2 separate regions of the Mus musculus genome follow, and region 1 is linked to region 2. Evidence: chromatin contacts called from public HiChIP or PLAC-seq data. All regions are on one chromosome and are shown on one strand. Each heading gives the region's core, a stretch centred on a gene start, on an enhancer-like site or on the middle of the called end of the contact. The rest is flanking DNA. Distances are from core to core; before and after follow the strand shown.

Region 1 (2,854 bases), core at 354-2,853, 87 kb after region 2:
AATGAAGAAATAAAACAAAACAAATAAAAACCATGAAATGGACAAGGAACTTCACAATCCAATCTCTGGTGCCATCGGTGCCAGGAGGTGCCTGGCATCCTCTTTTGGCTTCATGATTCATCCTGTTACTGGAGTGTTTCGGATCAAAACTTGGAGTCTTGTAGCCCTAATGAGAGGGGCTCAGCCATTTGTCACCAATGCCAATGAAAGAGGCAAGTAATAGAAGCAGGGGAAGATTTATTCAGTGTGGCTACATGGAAAAGAGCAAGCAGGCTGCTGACCACACAACCCCTTCAACCAAGACCATCTTCAGAATCCTGATGTGAAGTTTAGGTTTAAATAGAGGGTCAGAGACCACACAGCTAAACAGTTCCACTTAAGGTATGGTCTTGCCCATCACTGTCTGACCAGCTGTCAAAACTATGAAATCTCCTCCTGAGAGGCAAGTTCCTCCTTCCCCTAGCATAAGACTCCTGGGTGGAATTTTAATTCCTTACATTGCATTATCTCATTAGCCTGATAGTGTGGTTTTTGTTTGTTTGTTTGTTTGTTTCCTGTCTTTCTTTACAACCTGGTGGCTTTCCTGAGCTTTCTGGTCAGCACTGTCTTGCCTACTCTTGAAGTCAGGGCTACCACACAGCAGACAGACTGAAGCCATAAACAATCTTTGCAGTAATTACATATGTCCCAAACTGTGTGTGTGCATAAAAGCCATTGCATATCTGAGGCTCATTTTTATGTGGGCATCTGGGCTGCACGTTTGTTAAATCTAGTAACCCTGGATGGGTCAGAGTCATACTTAGGACCTTGCTCCTTCTTGGCTTGGCTTGATGACACCCATACCTTTTTCCTAATTATATCTTTGTTTGTCTCATCTTTCCTTGGCATGCTGGTCTTCAGGGTCATGGACAGACATGAGTTGAGAGTAGGGTATGGGCATGCCCAACTTGCAAACACTGAGTGTCATGGGGTTGGCATGACCCTAGGAGAGGCCTCCTCCTTGGCTGCTCAGACTCACACCAGGAAGGGAAAGAGAAGTTACTTTTTGTAGGCTCTGACTTGGAATGTAGTTCTCAAGTGTGGGGGAAATCTAAACCAATTCCCTGATTCTAGGGCATTCAAAGGTCCATGGGAACACAAGGGGACATGCAGATTCCTGCTTTCCCCTTCTAGAGACCCAGTTTCTAAGGATGCTGGGTAGAGACACACAGCTCCATGTGGCTGCCTGAAGAATTCTTTACCTGGCCCAAGAGCAATTTTAGTTTCTGCACTTTTGCGGGGCCATACAAGCTGTGGGCTTGTGGGCAGTGAAGCTAGAGCTACCCTTAAAGGAGTTGGCCCAGTAGATGTGGTAGAGAGAAATGCAAATGTGAGGGACAGACACCCGCCCTGGGTGCTGGGGTGGGTGCTGACTGAGCACAGGCTGGCAGGTGAGTCAGCAGGGGGCAATGTGCAGACTCACCCGGCTCAGTTTCTCTCAGGGTGGGGGTTTGCCACAGAGGCTGAGGGAACTAGAAAGAAAAATGCAGCTTAGTGGAAAGCCTGTGGGAACAGGCAAGAGGGGCAAGCTCTGGATGTTGTGGGCAGGTCCCTGGCCAGCCTCCCAGCTTTCATCTGCCTCCAGGAAATGAAGATCAGGAACTTGAGATTCTATTGTGTATGGGGTGGGGGTGGGGGTGGGGGTGGGGAGGATGGTGGATAAGGAGGCTTGTCTTTAGGAAACTAAGTCAAAAGTACTCTTTAAAAGCTATTATTTCAGAACATGCTAGAATTAAAGAACCCCTACCCCACAATGCAGACATGTTTCCAGACTGCCCGTCCCTGGAAGGCAGATATAATCTGCCTTCTGTTTTTAAAACAAACAAACAAACAAACAAACAAAACAAAACAAACAAACCAACAGAGACCTGTGGTGGGTGAGTCCCTGCAGAAGTAACTCTGAGGGCTGTAATTACTGTCAAGCCCTATAGCCCTGGTTAGTTCAGCTCACAAATTGGCCCATGTCCACAGTAGCACCTAAGTATTGTTCTTGTTTATGGGGAAGAAATACATGGGAACACAAAGAAACTTGGCAGTTATAGCAGGAGAGAGGACCCCAGGCAAACTCTCTTCTAGGCTGAGGCTCATCAGGTTTTTTTTAAAGAATTGCAGCAGGAAAAAAAAAAAAAAAAAGCTGAATTACCAATCTGGGTTGGGGAACTTCCTGGGTCAGTGAAAGAATGTACTGTTTAGATCCAAGTTGGGAGAAGGACAAGTTTATTTAGTACACTGAAGAGAGCAGCAGAAAATAATAGAAGAATACAGCGATGTGGGCTCTCCGCTGTGGAGGGAGCCTCCCGGGGTTAGGGTAAGATGCTGGCCATGCATTTCCAGTACAGTTCCCTCCATGCAAATGAAGGCAGGCTGGTGTGTGTCTGCTCAGGCAGCTAACACAGGCCAGGACATTCTGTTTTCTATTCTACTATATGGGTGGAAGAGAGTCAGTTTTTCATTGTTTTGTTTGCTTGGGGAACTGCTTCCTGGATCTGGCTTGTACAGGGGACACACTCCCTTTCTGATAGCTCAACTACAGGCTTCTCAAATGAGCCTTTTGTTTTAATAATGTAGATATATTCTTAAACTGTAATGAGGAAATATGCATCTCCGTGAGTGTCGGGAAATGTGATGTCAGCCAGTATGGGAAAGAGGTTGGGTTCATGGCTGCTCCCAGGGGAATATCTCTCTCTCTCTCTCTCTCTCTCTCTCTCTCTCTCTCTCTCTCTCTCTCTCTCCCAGTCTCTCTCCCTCCCCCTCCCCCTCCCCCTCCGCCAGACACATCCCTGAGCCTGGTGTCTGACTTAAGTGCATTCCCTGG
Region 2 (2,711 bases), core at 168-2,667:
CTGTTCCCACTGATGGGTCCTAAGCATTCTTAAGTATGCTTGATTCCTGGCAGTGAGACACATTTGGTGTCCCGTCCAGCAGGACTTAGTTATTCCATGGGTCGAGAAGGACCAGGGCCTGAAAGACGAAATGAGCGGAGAAAGGGAAGCAAGACCAAGCAAAGAGTTGTCAAGGTCTGTTTAATGAAGGCTAGGAGCCTGATTATAAGCACACAGTGAGAGAAAATAGGAAGGGGCATAATAAAATACAGAGAAAGGGATGGACATCTGGGGCGGATGCTGATTACAGGCTTCTTGCAGCTTATCTTGGAATGTCAGCCCTAAAACAGTCCTGGGCACCAAACGGAGACATGGAGGAGAAGGTGAAGCTGCCTTAATCTAAGCAGTTCTAGGTGCCAAGTGAAGGAGGGAGTGAAGCTGGCAGTCTCAGGTGCCAGGTGGAGGCAATGAAGGAGGGGGTGACATAATTCCCTTCAAAGGGTCAGTGGATCTTTAGGGTGAGAGTTACTGGCGGGACTTAGTTTCCCACAGTTTGGTCTCTCACAATTTGGGTTCATTTCCTGCCCCAGCCTTGGACCCAGCATCTCTCTGCCATGCTCTGAATCCTTGAGTAGAATGTTGCATTCTGTACTTACATGCCAGGAGGACTCAAGGCTTTGGATGGCTTGTAGCAGTAAGATCCTTTCAGGGACAGCTGGGAGTCAGATGTTTCTGCATTCTTATGTTGACTACACATATGGATTTCTCTGGATATGTTCACATTCACAGGGGCCCACCGATAACCCTGCTTTTAAGCCCACTGTTTTACTAGGGTCTGCTTATGCCATCGGTGTTCCTGTGGTCTTGGCCATCACTCCCCTGCTTACAGGGTTCCTCCTTCCCATGCTTGGAATCCAGCACTGTTGCAGGACCTCCACTTTCCTGGCTATGCCTCCCTCTGTCCTGCAGAGCTTTGATACCCCTCACTGCACATCCAGGAGACATCACCCTGGTTCCCTCTCTGGCACCTCTGCTCTAAGGCCTTTTGGGTCCCTTCTCTGCTCTGGTCCCCTCTTTTGCTCTGTCTCTCTTATGGCTTCAGGACAGATTTTTGAGGGAAAAAATGTGAGGAAGGACCCCCAGTTCCCTCAACAAAATGGGAAAGGGCAATTCTGTGGGTGCAGAGACTCATTAAGCCAATGTTAGGCCCAATCTGGCTCCTGCGAGAGATGATCACTGGATGGATTGAACAATGACAGCTTTTGGCTATCTGTCAGAATCCTTTGAAATGCTGACTTTCTCGGAGCCTGGCCAGGCTGCTGGGTGTTTGTCCACAGCAGTGTAGCTATGGCTCCCAAGCCTTTCTCCTTTGGCAGGCTTGCTTCACTTTTTTTTTCTCTCTCTCTTTCTTTTTTACATGTCTTCAGCCAAGTTTTGGGAGGGTTTCCCAGGCTGAGGTCCTTGTGTCCACAGCCTTAAGACGTGTAGCCCAGGCTGCAGTGGCCACTGCTTTCTGACCCAGGCAGCAGCAGCAGTATGGGATTTTGGGGCACCTACCTGCTCTTCTGCCTCTTCTCCTTCCTGTCCCAGGTCATTGCAGAGTCACCCACTCCCAAGGCCAAGAAGGCTGCAAATGCCAAGAAAGGTAAGAAGGGGGCAGCTGTCCCTCCCAATGCCCTAGGAGCAGCTTTTTCCTTTATCTTCTGGGGAGCAGTCACAGTCTGGGGGCAGCTACCCTCCTGGTTACCTCATGATCCTCCCTCCATATCTGATGTTGGTGAGTCCTTCTGGGACCTTTGGTGAGAGACCCCTGGAGCTTGGGGATTTCTCATAGCAAGGATGGCTGTCAGAGATTCGAGTCCCTGACTCTTAGAACAGAGAATAATCTTACTAGGTTTTGTAAACTAACATCTGCTCCTCCTCTGGCACCCAACACGTTAGAGAAATCAAACCTCCGGCTTGGAGATGGACAGTTCCCAACAGGGAGCACCAGACTGGGTTTCCTCAACTGTGAGCCCAGGAGGGTGGAATTTGCTCAAAGACTTGCAGACAACATTTAATAATATATTTAAAGTCCTCCAGAGACAAACTCAGAGGGGGAATGGGGGGAGATGGACTTTTACTTCCATGGGGTGTCAGCCTTGTTCCCTCAGATGAGCTCAGAGCATCTCTGCTCTCCTCTGAAAAGTTGAGGCTGCAAGACCTACCTCCATAGTCCTGTCAGCAGTGAGGTCATCCTGGGATGGGTGGGGAACGTTCTGGTAATGACTGAGGCTGTCACCCTACAGGACTTTGGAGGATGGCAGGAAGAGTCAGAGAGATGGGGCCCTAGAACCCAGCCAAAGAGAGGGGAGGGTGTGAAGAAATTTACAGGCCCTCTGAGCCTCCACAGTGAACTATACAAATCAGCATCTTGGAACACAAGGCTACAGCAAAGAGCAGGCAGAATCCAGCGGTAGGGTGCTTGCTTGCCCAGTGGCTGCAAGAAACTGAGTTTGATTCAGAATTTACATAAAATCCAGAGTGAAGGGAAACACTTTAACCACAGCACTCTGGAAGTGGAGGCAGGAGAATTATAATTTAAGGTTATCTTCAACTGTATAGCAAATTTGAGACCAACCAAGGCTACAGAACCCATCTCAAAAAAAAAAAAAAAAAAGTAACAAAACAAAACTCCAGCATTAGAGTTAAGCCGCTTCCTTCCTGCTGTGCTCTAATGTGCAAGCTGCCTA

Evidence for each region. HiChIP or PLAC-seq counts read pairs in DNA pulled down with a chosen protein or histone mark.
Region 1: an H3K27ac HiChIP or PLAC-seq map of embryonic fibroblasts shows a contact between it and region 2, with 23 read pairs. The contact joins the enhancer-like site here to the promoter of Clec3b in region 2. A contact is called at or near these places in 13 of 39 promoter capture datasets (the 3T3-L1 cell line, HPC-7-derived erythroid cells, cranial neural crest and 9 more), 1 of 15 datasets of contacts at CTCF or cohesin (CD8 T cells), 45 of 484 Hi-C or Micro-C datasets (8-cell embryo, the AML12 cell line, B cells and 27 more), 28 of 115 datasets of contacts at active chromatin or transcription factors (CD4 T cells, CD8 T cells, the NIH/3T3 cell line and 21 more) and 4 of 9 other capture datasets (adipose tissue, liver, macrophages and 1 more).

Annotation. Positions count from the first base shown.
Region 1 is chr9:123,236,443-123,239,296 of GRCm38.p6, forward strand. No RefSeq gene overlaps it. Among named protein-coding and RNA genes, the nearest start is that of Cdcp1, 22 kb to the left of the region's middle. Within about 2 kb of position 1,604, at least 112 of the 459 cell types and tissues checked have an H3K27ac peak or open chromatin away from gene starts, as enhancers often do. A contact at or near this core is called in 8-cell embryo, the AML12 cell line, the C2C12 cell line and 17 more, where this site is marked.
Region 2 is chr9:123,149,529-123,152,239 of GRCm38.p6, forward strand. Clec3b (C-type lectin domain family 3, member b) reads left to right here and starts at 1,418. Exons shown (of 3, transcript NM_011606.2): 1 at 1,418-1,624. The coding sequence starts at 1,516.